2 separate regions of the Cricetulus griseus genome follow, and region 2 is linked to region 1. A link is a contact called in public Hi-C data. All regions are on one chromosome and are shown on one strand. Each heading gives the region's core, a stretch centred on a gene start, on an enhancer-like site or on the middle of the called end of the contact. The rest is flanking DNA. Distances are from core to core; before and after follow the strand shown. Region 1 overlaps Smad3 (mothers against decapentaplegic homolog 3). Region 2 holds the start of Smad3 (mothers against decapentaplegic homolog 3).

Region 1 (7,444 bases), core at 3,456-5,955:
GGCTGTACAGAAGGGAGACAGACCTGGAGGAAGGAAGGGGGCCAGGGCTGAGCTGTGTGTAATAGGCCTTGCTTTTCAAAGAGCCTGGCCTGCTGGGTTTGTTGTGGCAATGTTCAAAGGCAGGAAAGTAGATAAGATGCAACTTCAGACTGCTCACCCCCACCCTCCCCCGCTTCTAACAGCCTATAGTGTCACCCAGGGCAGGCAAGCAGGCAGGGCAGGCCTGGGTATTTTTCAAGTTTCGTAAATGATGCTAGCACACAGTGCATGGTAATTCCTTGTTCTGGGAGTTTGGTGAATGAATGAGTTCATGCTTTCCCATGCTCATGGCAGTGGGTAGGTGCCAGTGCACATGTTGAGTGACAGCAACCTTGGGGAGATGAGGCATGCTAACCAAAATGCCAGAGAAGAAGAGAAACTTCTAGAAAGCAAGAGTACTGTTAGGGTACTGTTGGGTGAGGTGTGGGGCATTCCAGCACTTGAGAAACTGAGACAGGAGGATCATAAATTCCAGGTCAGAGTGAGACCCTTGTCTCAAACCAAATCAAGCATGGTGGTTCGTGACTGTAATACCAGCACCTGGGAGGCTGAGGCAGGAGGATTGCTTTGAGTTCACAGTTCTAATATAGTTTGAGATGTATCATTTTGACAACTTACCAATGGGACAAACTAAGGCTTGTCTTTTGAAGTGTCTTCCTTGGATCAAGCTGAGCTTCATGCCATCCTTCCTTTGGCCCCAGTTCAGAAACATGAACTGAAACATTAGCCTCTCTTTCTACAGGGGACATGTCTACATTCTGAATACACTGTAAGCATCCATATGCACTGTGGGCAGTGTCCTCCTGCCAGCCAGTTTGCCATTAATCTCGTCTGTCGTGGCAGGTGGCAGAGGGCAGATGACTTTGGCAAGGGATTTGGCACAAGTGACCAGGTTTATAATGGATCACTGTACTCCCAGTATCTCGTTATCTTGTTTCCTCGATGGTCATTGTCACACCAGAAACTGCTTCCTCTGTGGGCTTCACCCACCCTCTTCCCTTCTCCAGACCAGATGAGCTTGTAACCCACATCATGTGCTGCATGAACCTGTTTCTGTCAGAGCTGGGGTTTACTGAGCACTTCCTGGGAGGACCTTGTAGGTCCTCAGGAACCTTTTGTCTATGCTTTGGGGCTCAGCACTCCTCCCACATTGGACACTGATCCCTGCTTTCCAGGGGCAGGAAGGAGAGAGACAGGTCTGCTGACACAAACTTTTCAGAGCTTTTGATCTTGCTTCAGGGGGGCTGGGCTTCAGTGAGAAAGCTATGGTGTCACCCACCTGATCAGGGGCCTCTGCCAACTGAGACCTCATGGGCAGACTGCAAAGGAGGATCCCTGACCTGGATTTTTGCCTCCATTTTGCTGTGTAATATGGAGCAAGGCACTTGATTTCTCTGAGTCTCTGTTGTTTTAAAAAGAAGAAGGTTGGCCAAGGTTCTCTCAGCCATTGTTATCAGCATTGAGTGAGCTGCCACTGTCCTGTGGAAGGGACTTCAGCTGGAGGGGTATGGAGGTAAGGTTATGGTATCCCCCTGCATATGGCCTGTGGACAAGCAAGTCTGGGATGCTGAAAAGTGGCTGGGATAGGGGGCAAGAGAATATCTTTGGTAGCCTATGGGATTGCTGCCTTTCATTCCTTTTCTTCAGGACTTACCAAAGCTTGTGGCTGCAGACCTGAAGAATTGTTTACTGTCTGTCTTCCTGTTGGGAGCAGTCACTGTTTGCAGGCACAAATCATATGTGTAGGATGTTTACCTTGCTGTAACAGCTCTGCACCAAAATCCCCTGGGTTCCTTTCCTCCGTGTCCCTTCCTCCCCAGTCCCCACTGAACAGACACTAAGCCCGCCTCTTTCTGGCTTCCTTCCCCTGGCATCAAAACTTTATCAGTCCCCATCTCAGTCTTTTGCATGGTGACACTTCATCTCATTACCTAATTCACACTCCGGTGTTAATGGTGCTAATGACATGGTGTTTATTACCCCAGGGGATGCATAATGATGGTATCAGAACAGATCATTCCCCTGGGCTTTTAAAACCCTCCAGGAGTTTCTCCATGAATCAAGCCAATCTAGCCTCCCTAGCTCGGTTTCCAGGGCCTCAGCTAGGGTTCTGCAAGCCTTAGTCACTGCCAGCACCCAGTGCAGTGCCTGATGTGTTTACCATATGGGTTTAAGAGGCACAGGTATGGTGACTCACATTCTCACCAAGCTCTCTCAAAGTAGCCAGATGGCCTTTGAGCCAGATGAGTGACTGACGATGGGAAAGGTAGTCACAGTGGGCCAGGAGATGGGCATGCCATCTGGTTGGAGGGTGCTGGCCTTTTAGATTCCCCAGAGTTCAGAGACATCCTGGCCTACCAACCTAGTCACATGGTTTGTGTATTCTGTCCTTTTGCTGAAGATGAGATAGAGAATCTCTGGTTTTGCTGAAGCTGCTGGTATCCCAGGTGACAGAGGAAGGGGCATGGTGTCACCTGTACATTTGCTTTTCCTGAAGGCCTCAGATCACTGGGCCTCAGTGTCCCTCGTGGCTTTCCCCCTCTAAGCACTTGCCAAGGGCATGTCAGTGCCCGGTTCACGCCACTGCCTTAAGGCTGTCTTTTCTATATGAAGAAGCCTTCTATGCCTCTTCACCCCCCCCCCATTGTTTCTGAGACAGGATTTCATGGAGTTCAGGCTGGCCTTGAACTGAATATAAAGTCAAGGTTAACTTTGAACTTCTGATCCTCTTGTCTCCACCTCTCAGGTGCCGGGAATATGGGTGTGTACCACTTGGCTCGGTTTATGTGATGCTGGGAATTAAACCCAGGGGTTTGTGCTTGGCAAGCATGAGGCACATCCCATCTCTTGGGGTGATTGATCTTTGTAAAGGACCTGTTTAGCCCTTCCCTTCCTAGACCCTATCCCTTGGCTTCTGATCCTGCACCCAGCTTGTACCCTGGTGTTTGCACAGTATCTGTGTCAACTGTCACTTGGCCTGACCCTTGGTGGCTCTGATGAGTATCTTTCCACCCAGACTCAATTCCAGATTTGCTGCAGGTCTGAGGGGTGAATGATGTCAAGGACAGCCACCACCTTGTGAGTCTGTAAAAATTGTTGAAGCTCCAAATAGCCATTGTGTCCAAAAAGGACAAGAACGCTTCTCTGTGAGTGCTGAGCCCTGCTCCTCCGACACCTGTTCCAACCTGCTCCCACCTCTGCTTCGTGGTGAGCAGCCTGGAATACCACCAGGTACTCAACTAGCTGCTTCCAAAATGTCCCTTCTTGGTTTCCAGCAGGGGACCTTATGCCCCCCCACTTTGCTGTCACTGTGTCCCCTCAGTCCACTAGCATGCCTGGGTCGTGGCATGTACCACAGTGAATCAAAATAATGTGTGTGGTCTTTTTTTCTCAGTCCCAGACAGGAAGTCCCTCATGGGCTGGGCTTGGTAGACTGACCTCTGTGTGGGAGGCTGGCCCAGGTCACCCATCCTGTCTCTAATCTGGATCCCAGGGAGGTCCCTGCCCTCATGCAAGCTCTGTTTCTCATACAACTCTGGTTCCAAAACCCAGTGTTTGAGCTCTTGTGTCCTGCTTTGTGGTTGGTGACCTCATAGAGTGACAGAGATAGTCAGGCTTCAATTGGGGAAGGAAAACTGGAATTGTGGAGATGCAAGTGACCATGAAGTTGAGAAAAAAACCCATGTTAAGGGGGGAAAAATCTTAATACCACATAGACCAAGGCACTCTCTTCAGTATGCTCACATGTGCACACTTGGCAGCAAGCTCCAGTGGACACTGGTGTCTTGTCTCCCTAGTGCTGGGTTTAAAGGTTCAAGTTGCCACATCTGGCATTTTATGTGGTTGCTGGGGATTGAACTCAGGGCCTCAAGATTGTGTGGCAAGCACTTTACCAGTGGCACTGTCTCCTTAGCCCACCACAGTGCTTTGGAAACTGGCTTTTCAGTTCTATGGGTTGATTGGTCCAGTCTTCAGCATGGGGACTGATTTCTTGTTCACCTTCAAGGTCTACTCAAGAACAATAGCTGGGAAATTGTTTGTTGAAGGAAAGGCGGGTGCACGGCGTTTGGGAGTCTTGACTGCTTGGCTGTTAGAACTTTCCCGAGCCCTTTTTACGGGTAAAGACACGATTTCCATTGTGAATTCTTTGCACGTGGGACTGATTTTCCTGTTGGAGGCTTGCCTGGAGGGAAAAACGTTTTGTGGTAGCAGTTTTGAAAAATGGAGTCATTTTATTTCAATGGAAGCTGGGTGACCTAGGGCAAGTGCCTGAGACCCCTGACCCTTTTCTGTAAAGTGGGTGGGGGCAGGGTCAGCCCCACTGACTTTTGGCAGCCTTGGGCTCTTGAGTACATGAAGTCTCCTCATCTCTTTCTTGGGACTCTGACCTCTGGTGGGGGGTAGGTGGGAGCGGGTGCACAGTGCCAGCACTGCCTTTACATCAGTGACGAATGCCGATATGAGGCTCAGGAATGAAGCCAGGAGCCACGGGATAATTAAAACACGTACACCAAGAAGGACAGGGAAGAGGAGAGAAAAAAATGCTTCATGGACAGGATGAGTAAAAGCCAATGGACTGAGAAAACCCAGCTCTGAACTTCGCATGACCCTGCGTACTGCCTGCAGTTGCGACATCAATTGCCCCTTGAGTACTCTCAGCCGCCCAGTGATGTCAGCAGGCCGTGGCCCCACAGGAAGCAGGGCTGCCATCAGCATGGCTCAACACAACCGGCTCCTCCTCCACACATGAAACCACAGCTCTGGCAGGGCAGCCAGAGGGGGACCCATCTCAACTTCTTGGAAAACAAGCTCTCGCTCATCCCTTAGAGGTGTTCATGCAGGCAAGAGCGGCCCCCGAACAACCATCCCCTTACTGGCTTCCCTGTCTGGAACCAACAGGCTCCTTCAGAGGCCCTGGTACCATGTGCTTCTTTCTGCTTTTCTGAATCCAGGTCTTACTATACAGCCCAGGCTGGCCTCAAACTGATGGCCCTCCTTGGTGCTGGGATTATAGGTGTGGACCTGAGTTCAGATACCTCGAACTCACGCACAGCCAGATGCAATGTTCACATAGACTCATAGTGAATTTAGAGGTGGAGACAGACAGAACAGTCCCTGCAAACTCACGGGTGTGGTAGCCTGGCACAGGCAGCAACAAACAACAAAAGACTATCTCAGACAAGGCAGAAAGGTGAGGATCTATACTTCAGGTTGCCCTCTGACCTCCGCACGATTACCGTGGCACACACGTGTGCCTGCATTCAAATGAACATGTCCACACATGCACACAAGATTTTTAAAAATGATGGCTTTATTGATATATAACCCAAATGCTTTCGAGTGTGACGTTCATGTTCTAATGAATCTGAACAGCCACCAGCACAGATGATTTTAGAGCCTTTTCATGACCACAGAAAGAACACACCCCCGCCCCCCCCCACACACCTCAGAAGTCATCCCCATCCCTGTCCTTGGCTCTGGCAACTTCATCTTCTTTCTGTGGCTTTGCCTTTTCAGGATGGCATATGGTGTATATAGACAGACTTCAACATGTGCTCTGACTTTTTTTTTTTTTTTTTTTTGATGTAGCTTGCTGTAGCATCCTCAGCAGCACTCCAATTCTTTTATATGCCCAGATAGTACTCTAGGGCATAGATAAACCACCTTTGACTTGTCCATTCTTCAGATGATACACAGTCTGTTGTTTTTTATGAATAAGGCTATGATGGTAATGGTCATGTGTCTAGCTTTTTTTTTTTTTTTTTTTTTTTAATGTGTTTTCATTTGTCCTCAGAAGATACCTAGTAGTGGATGGACCAGATCTTTTGTTACTTGGCATTTACATTTTTGTGCTGTCAGGAATGTGTGAGGGTTTTGGTCTCTCCAGAGTCACTGACACTTGCTGTTGTCTTTCTCTTATTTTAGCCAGCCTAGTAGTGTGTGTGAGGTTAAATCCTGTCGCAGTTCTTATATGCTTTTCCCTGATGCCTGAAGGTGCTGGGCAGTTCCTCACTGCTGCCCACTTTGAGCAGTCTGTCTTCTGTTGAGTCGTTGGAGTCCTGTGTACTCGGAACCCCATGTCTTTCGGTCTTTCCCCTCCATTTTTTAGATTTTCTCTTCCACTTCCCTGGTAGACTTTGACACACAGATTTTGATGGAATAATAAAAAAAAATATTTTCACTTTTCCACTAATGCTCTTGGAAGCACAGGTCCCAAGGATTCATTCCCCAATGTTTTCGCAAGAGGTTTCTAATTCAGCTCTTACAGCTTAATCTTTATTTCTGTGTACCCTGTCATGTCAGAACTCAGGTTCCTTCCTAAAAAGTGTCTATTTAGTTGCCCAGGTGCTTAAGGAAGATGGTTCTTTGCCCACTCAATTATCTCGGCCTCTTGGTTGACAACAAACACAGGAGCTGATTTCTGGAGGTTCAGATACCTCAGTGATCCACATCTACTCTCCGGCCTGTTTCAACAGCTATAGCTTTGTAGTAGCGACCAATCTTAAAATATATGTGCATGTGGGCCCATGTGTATGTGCATGCATGCACACTTTTTTTTTATACTTTCATGTATTTGTGTGTGTGTGTCTAATATTTCATTTTATTGTTTGCCTGTGTGGTGTATTTGTATGTGTGTACATGTGTGAGAGTGCACACATGGAGGCTAGAGCAAGACACTGAGTCTGTCTCTCTCTCTAAACTAGAAGCTCACTGTCTGTGCTCAGCGGCCAGCCAGCCAGTTAACTCCTGGAATCCACCCATCTCTGCCAGTGATGGGGTTCCAGGTGGGCCCATGGCCATGCCTAGCTCTTAGTTTTATGGGGATTCAAATTCAGACCTTCATAATTGAGCAACATATGCTCTTAACCACCGAGCCGTCTCCCAAGCCTGAAGTGTGTTTCCTTAACCTACGTATTCCACAAAAAAATGCAGAAACTAAAAATTATGGTATATGTATGATGTAAATGTATATGTATGCATATGAATATATATTATAGTCAAGGGAAAGAGAGGAGAAGATAGGAAAGTAAGGTGAAGTCTGAGAGGTTAGCACTCAGTGTTACTATAATATTTTGTAGGATTGTTGGAGATAGTCCTCAAATTTGTCTTTGAGCTTCCTAGTGGCCAAAGGTGAAACGGAAATGTGACTTCTGATTAGATTAACATACTGTTCATAATTACAAAAAGGTTTCCTCTAGAGAAAAACCAGATGCTTCAAGAGTTCTCCTGAGATCTAGAATCAGACCTTCTTAAGCATCTAATTGCCATGTTTTTATAAGCTCTACCCTTCTAGATTGATTTTTCTCACATGCCCCATATCGATTAGGACAGGGCACAGAACAACCACACAGAATCTCCACTTAGCTTGAGGCAAAGCAGTTGCCACAGGTGAGGACTTGAGTAA
Region 2 (7,444 bases), core at 3,006-5,505, 45 kb before region 1:
AGTGTACAGTTATAGGTATTGTCCACGCTTACACTGTTGAATAACTCTCACCACCATCCACCTTCTGAAATCTTCCATCTTCTCTATTTGAAGTTCCATGCCCATTAACTCATAGTACCTCTGCTCCTTCCTCGCAGCTCCTGGCAAACACCACCTGCTTTCTGTCTCTGCAAATGTGAGTCACACCATGTTAGTCATTTTGTGATGAGCTTATTTCACTTGGCATAGAGTTTGCAAGGCTTATCTGTGTCACAACACAAAGCACCATGTATCTTTAAAGCTGAATAATATCCCACTGTGTGTCCAGATCATACTTTGTCTATCCATTCATAGTCATTTGTGGGGTTTCCAGATTTGGGTACTGTGAAATAATGTTGGTATGAATATTGATACGCAGATACTCTCTTTGGACTCCTCTCAATGTGTGTGTGTGTGTGTGTGTGTGTGTGTGTGTGTGTGTGTGTGTACACCTAGAAGTGGAATTGCTTGGTCTTATGGTAATTATATTTTTATTTTTTGAGTAATTATTATGCTGTTCTCCACAAAGGCAACACCATTTCATATTCTTGGTGGCAATGCACACATGGTCATCTTACATTTTACAAAATAGCATCATACTATTAATTTATTGATTTCATTTGGAATAGTATTTTTCTTTACAATTAAAATTATAGGGCTGGAGAGATGGCTCAGAGGTTAAGAGCACTGGCTGTTCTTCCAGAGGTCCTGAATTGAAGTCCCAGCAACCATACGGTGGCTTACAACCATCTGTAATGAGATTTGGTGCTCTCTTCTGGCCTGCAGGCAGAACACTGTATAATAAATAAAAAAAATCTTTAAAAAAGTAAGATTACATTTACTTATTTGTGTATGTCTATTCATTTATGGGGGTGGGGCATGTGCCATGGCCTGCATACAGAGGTCAGAGAACAGCTTTCAGGAGTTGCTTCTCAGCTGGACATGGACCTCCATGTTGAGCTGTTTTTGGGGGGTTCTAGGAGGGTCACCTGGGGTAGAGGCTACAAAAATCTGCAGCCTGTGGACAGGCTACCGGCTGGATGAGGTCCTCTAATGACAATTCCAGGCTTGTCCACCTGTCTTCACCAGATGTCACCTTTCTGTGTGAAATGTAGGCAGAACCTTCCCAGCAGTCTTTTGTGATTCACCTTCGGCTGATTAAGTATCTTAACTGCAGTCAGCTGTTTGCTTCTTTGCATGATTCCCCAGAAACCACACCATGAACACTTTAGCATGTGGCTGTCCCTGGCTCTGACCTGAGTGTGCTGTCTATTTCTAGGGAGACAGAGCTGCCTCCACCCCCTATCCTGCCTCTTTTGAACTTTGCACTCACCATGATGAAAAATTAACTGGGCTAATGTTTCCCTCCCAAGGACAAGGACAAAGTCTGCAAGGCAAGTCTGGCTGGGTCCCAGGAGACTAGGTGCCAGCTGAAGTTATAACCAATCCTGAGCCAGCTACCACCTAGTCACTGTCCACTGTAGAGGGGTCTATTCCTCCCCCATGTTCAGAGCTTTGTGTAACTGGCCTCGTGCCCCCAAATGTTCTCACAGGGACACTTGAGGAAAAAAAATCCCAATGCTCAGGAGGCAGAGGCAGGCAGAACTCTGAATTCAAGGACAGCTTCGTCTATAGAATGAGTCCCAGGATAGCCAGTGCTACCCTGTCTTGAAAATGAGAGAGAGAGAGAGAGAGAGAGAGAGAGAGAGAGAGAGAGAGAGAGAGGGGAGGGAGGAAGGGAGGAGAGAGAGAGAGAGAGAGAGAGAGAGGAGGGGAGGGAGGAAGGGAAGGAGAGAGAGAGAGAGAGAGAGAGAGAGAGAGAGAGAGAGAGAGAGAGAGAGGGAGGGAGAGAGGGAGAGAGGGAGGGAAATGGCACTCTCAGATCTGCAGGTGGGTCCAGAAGTTTTCTTGCAACCCAGGTGGCCCTTATCACACTGATGCTGACACAGGAAGGGAGTCCAGGAAATCGTTATTGAGTCACACAAATGGATCTGCCTTATTTCTTTCCCTCAGGGAAATGAAGGGGAGGATGATGGTCCCTTCTGGAGCCTCGGAGATGTAAAGGTTCTTCTACTGACTCCTCTTCCCCCCTTCTCTCCTCAGCTTTTCTCTTTCCTTAGTCTCAGCTTCCCCTGTGGGCGAGGGACTTGTCCTAGAGAACAACCCTGATGCTTCTAATGTTCTTTCTAGATCCACCATGCTTATGTACAGGTGAGACGAGTCTCAGCAAGGTGAAGGGTCAAGAGCCAACACTCAAAATAGATCAGGGATGGAGCCTGAGCACCTTGGACTTGGCCTGGCTGCCTCACAAAGGCTGGACTGACTGGGTTTGGTGTCTGGGTTAAAATTAACTTTTAACTGGAAGATGATGGTTACATAGGTCCCTTTCTGTCCTCTGTCCACCTAAGCACACCTTCATCCCTATCTCTTTGGTGCTTCTCTGGGCTGTGAGTTTCTTGTGGTTAGGGACCTTCCTCTTTCACTGTGGATTTCCCAACAAGAAGCATACATGGAAGTGCTGGAGAGAAAGAAGCAGGATTTGACTGAGCTCAGATCCCCTGGCTACCCTTCTTCATGCACTGGCCTCTGGGGTGGGTCCGCTCCTGTTTAGCACTGGACTGTTGGAAAGTCCCAACACCCTAGGAGTTGGGGAGGAATGAGCCCAAGGACATTTCTGGCAAGCTTGTTATGCACCTGTGAGAAGAGCTTTTGTTTTGCAAATTGTGTCAAAGCTGCCCTTTGCGAGGCTAGGCCCAGGAGCAATACCTCAAAAACAAAAGCAAAACAAAACAAAAACCTGGGTTTAAATCCTGGCTCTGTTCCTTGGGGTCATGCCTCCCAGGCAAATATGGGCGTGGACTTTGAGGGCAGCAATTAGACTGTCTTAGGTTGAAGACAGCAGTTAAGACCGCCTCCATTTCAGTCTCTTGGTAAGGGCTGGGAAGCCGAGTGGAAGGGGAGGCTACAGCCACACTCCAACAGGAGTGCAGGACCTAGCTTGTTAGGGTCCACTGGGCCTCAAGAATCAATCCTCCTCCTTTCAGGACTTGGCTTCAGGGAGGTGGAAGGAGACACCTAGGAAACCACAGCCTCTTGACAAGCTGTGGCTGGCGATGGGGCACCCTCGGTGACAGAGCTGGGGGCCCCTGAAGCTTCTGGGCTGACTTTGTGGGACTGGCCACACTTCATAGGTCTTTGTAACTCCCACCGGCTCTTGGTTTGCAAATAACTTCTTTCTCACCACCGTCGGTGGTGGTGGGGTTTCCCACTGTTTAAAACAAGCATAGTCCTATACCTACTGAGTTAACCCGATGGGATTGCAGCCGCAGGGTAAAGGAGCTGAGAGCCTGCTGTAACGCCTCCAAGCCCGTGAAAGGACCATGGGCAGCCAGCCCCGAATTCCGATAGTTGGGCCCCAGGGCTACCCAAAGTCAGGTTCTCTTGGTGTCCTACCTAGGCTAACTTTGAGTAAACTTCGTTCCACTTTGTATGTGCGAGTTCACTGCTTTGTAAACAAAGCTCTCTTGCTTGTTTGGCGTCGAATTTCAGTAACACCCAGCAATGTTAATTCTTCCCCTCCCCCAAAGATAAATCCTAAAGCGCTCCCATTCATTCCTTAAGGAATGCAACAGATGTCTTTGAGGCCCGTTTTCTGCAAAGAGCTTGGTTCACTAGGCCCAAGGGACCCCAGGCTCCAGCTATTGTTCAAGTTGTCACTGAGGTCTCTAACTCCACTTTTAAGTCTCCCTCTCCCCCTTCCCAACTCCCTCCTCCGCAGTCTCCGGGCAGTCAGTCGGTCTGATCTCACCCAGCGGGAAAACAAAAACAAAACAAAACAAAAAACACCAAACCAAAGGAAAACAGCCGGGGCCAGTGAGCGAGATCAGTGCTCCCCGGCTTCCTGGGCTTGGAACTGAACCCCTCTTCTTGTCCCAGTACTCTCCAGGGAGCAGCGAACCCTAGGGGTCCCGCGCCTGTTCCGGCGAGTCTAACACTCTCTAGTCCCTGCAACTGCATCTGAGCGTCTTGAGGGCGGCGAGTCCCCAAGAGTCTGGTCCCGCGGCCGCCGTGCCCGGTGGCCCACGTGGGCGCGCTTGGCGGCGCTGGGCGGGGAAGGCCGCGGGTCCTCCCCGGAGCTGAGCGCGGGGGAGGAGCGGGGAGCCCGAGCGGCGAGGGGGCGGCGACAGCGCTGGGAAGAAGCCTGCACGCGGAGCTGCGTGAAACGTAGACTTGGGAGCGGGCGGGAGAGGAGCGGGGAGCGCCGCTGCACGGCCCTGGCCGGCCCTGCGAGGCGGCGATCAGCGGGGAGGAGGAGGAACAGGAGGAGGAGGACTGCAGAGGCGGAGGGATCTGCTCACCAGAGTCATCCAGGCCAGCAAAGTTTGGCTGGGGGTTGGACTTTCCTTCCCGGAGGCGGCACCCAAACAGCTACCCCGTGCGGAAACCCAAACTTTCTACTGCCACTCGGAGTCTCAGCGGCCACCGCCTCCGCCCCGCGCGCCCGGGGCCTGCCCGTCAGTCCGTCGGTCCTCGTGGAGCTACTCAGGCGCCACCGTGCTCCCGATCCCCGCAGCTGGAGTGCCGCGGCCCCGGCCCGGACGCCGGGGCAAGTTCTCCAGAGTTAGACGCGAAGTTCGGGCGCGGCGCAGGCCGAGCTGCCCCTGTGCGCCCCCGGCGTCCCCAGTGCGCCCAGTCCCGCCGGGGGCGCCGGTGACCCTCCCGTGCCAGCCATGTCGTCCATCCTGCCCTTCACCCCTCCGATCGTGAAGCGCCTGCTGGGCTGGAAGAAGGGCGAGCAGAATGGGCAGGAGGAGAAATGGTGCGAGAAGGCGGTCAAGAGCTTGGTGAAGAAGCTCAAGAAGACGGGGCAGCTGGACGAGCTGGAGAAGGCCATCACCACACAGAACGTGAACACCAAGTGCATTACCATCCCCAGGTGGGGGCCGGGAGCGACGGGGGGCGCGCCGGCCCAGCCCTCTAGGGCGGCCAGGGTGGAGAGGGGAGGGCGTGTGCGTGTGTGTGCGCTCTAGTGTTGGGGACAGGCAGTGGGTGGAGGGACCCCAAACAAAACCTTCTTCGGATTTGTCCAGGCTCAGAGCCCAGGCTTCCATGCGGCACTCTGGCTTCCAGACCTCAAGGATCCCTAGCCGCCTGTGGGCAGCAGGGGTGCTGCTGAGCTTGGCCCCCCACTCTCTGGGCTTTGGGCTCCAAGTAGAGGCCCCGCTTTGTTCGGCTCTGCCGGCCGAGCCCCTCCTCCGCCGCCGCCTCCCGCCCCGCGCTCGTGGAGGTGGTGGCGTGTGTCCCTTTCTTTTCTTCAGCTCTGTTCCCCCACTTCTTTTCCTCGTCTACAGGAATGCAGTCGGTACAGCTGTGGGTGAGGAGCGGGAGCCCGTTGATTGACAGATTCCTTCTTCGCTCTTTCTTTGCCTTGGGATTAGCATTTTTATCGAGTATTTTTAGATTTGGTTGTGCCAGCCTCCCGCCCCCTGTGCACGCATGCACGCACGCACTTAGTTGCAGAGCAAAGCACCGACTTTGAAGCGGGAGAAACAAGTGGCAGAAAGTACGGTCATTCCCTCTTCCCACCCCACGCCTGCCTGGTATGCCTTCATTTTAATTGAGAGTTTGCGGGTGCCTAGAACCGAGCAGGCAGCTCCAGACAGATAACAAAACATCCCAGAGCTGGCCTCCCTCTGTCCCTGCATTCCTGTAGAGACCTCTTTTCCCAAAACGCTTTGCCATCTGTCCTGACCTCCTTTATCCTTCCCATCGGGCTAGAGGAGTCCGGCGGGAGCTCACAGATGGCTGATGGAAGGGGTCAGTGACTTCACTCCCAGGGCCTCCCAGAGCATAACTGCGCCTGGGATGAGGGCACTTTAGCCTTCTGTCTCCACTTCTCAAGACATCTTTAAAGATTGATTCCAGAGGAGGGCAGGTGCGGATGTTGCGGGGTGGGGGTGGTGGTGGGAGGTGGTGGTGTCCCAAGCTGCAGAGGAATGGAGAGAGAGCTCCCAGGGCCTAAGATAGAGAGGTCATCATTCTTCCGGGCCAGGGTGGCCTCCATCCTTGGCCACCTGCTCAAGGCAGCTGTGTGTATGCTGCCAGCCCTAACAGTAAGGCGCAAAGCAGCATCTGTCCACAGGAGCCCAGGGTCGGCCTTCCCTGGAAATAAACACCACAGACGGTAGGGATGCCTGCTTAAAAAAAATAGCCAAAAAACAAAACCAAAAACAACCAACCCCCAAACCTGGTTGGGATCAATAAAGGGGGAGGCGAAGGCAGTTGTCTGGGAAGAATGCTTGGCCTGTGAGCCTCTGCCAACTGGCTTTAGGGGGGTGCTGTGACGTGATGGTCACAGGCACCTGGGTTTTAGCTCCTGCTCTGGCTCCTCATTCTTCTTTATCCTTTTGACGAAGTGGAGTGGCTGAGTCTCAGGTCTCTGTCAGATCCGGAGAAATAGCCTTTTCCTAATACGCCTGGGTGCAGCCACACTGAATACTTTATGTTTTGAACCCCCTCAAGTGATATCAATTATGAAGCAGCTGGGCAGAGTGTTTCACAATTTACAAGGCACTGTCATAGGCCTGATGAAGGCCTGGAAAACAGAACAGGCAGCGAGGTCTAAAATGATCTTGCCTTTCAACCAGACAGACCTTCACAGGAGATAGGGAAAAACCTAAGACTGGGGCTAGCATACCCTTTCTCCCAGACTGTTGTGGACTCTGAGAGCCCAAAGCATCCTTATCCAGGGAGGGTGGTGGATCTCTGCCTGGAAGGTTCTTGGTTCATCTTTGGGCTGGGGTCAGCTTAGAGGAGAGACTGTGCCTTCCTTGGCCTACATTTGCCTTCTGATCTTGCTTTCACTTGCAGCCCTTCCCAGTCCCAGGCAGGTGAAGGTTTGTGTGCTTCTGAGAGTTCAGGCTAACCACCTCCACTTCACCCAGGTCTTCCAGGACTAGGCATCTTCAGACTGCACAAAGAAGGTGGTGGGTGGGAGCAGGGTTTTTGTTGGTTGGTTCTTTGGTTGTACTGAGGATTGAACCCAGGGCTCACATTTTAGGTGAGCATTCTGCTACTGAGCTACACTCCTAGCCCTGGGATTGTTTTCATTTATCTTTTCTCAACTAGAGAGACCCAGTTGCTTGGGTGGATCCAGACAAAGGTGGATCTCCATCCCTGGATTTTGTGCCCACGCCTCTGGGTCACCCTGTCTCCCTTGGCAACAGCTGCTGCTGTTTTGGCCATGGGCAGAAAGCTAAAGGCCACGTCTTGGGGAGGCGACTAGCTGGCTTCATGCTAGTGCTATCCCGGTGTCTGCTAAGCCCCAGGGTTGCGTGTTGCTTGTCACATTGCTGTCTTTGAGAACTAGGGCTTTGGAAAGTAGACAAAGGAAAGTGTGTGACTTAGTCACCAGCTTCGTGTGGGG

What was found. A called contact is a pair of places that touch in the nucleus more often than the background predicts.
Region 2: a Hi-C map of fibroblasts shows a contact between it and region 1, with 2.3 times the contacts expected there. The contact joins the promoter of Smad3 here to the enhancer-like site in region 1. A contact is called at or near these places in 2 of 8 Hi-C or Micro-C datasets (the CHK-Q cell line and fibroblasts).

The regions. Positions count from the first base shown.
Region 1 is chr4:175,236,977-175,244,420 of CriGri-PICRH-1.0, reverse strand. The region is part of intron 1 of Smad3 (mothers against decapentaplegic homolog 3); the gene reads left to right. Among named protein-coding and RNA genes, the nearest start is that of Smad3, 44 kb to the left of the region's middle. Within about 2 kb of position 4,705, at least 4 of the 6 cell types and tissues checked have open chromatin away from gene starts, as enhancers often do. A contact at or near this core is called in fibroblasts, where this site is marked.
Region 2 is chr4:175,281,150-175,288,593 of CriGri-PICRH-1.0, reverse strand. Smad3 (mothers against decapentaplegic homolog 3) reads left to right here and starts at 4,255. Exons shown (of 9, transcript XM_027414784.2): 1 at 4,255-4,954. The coding sequence starts at 4,749.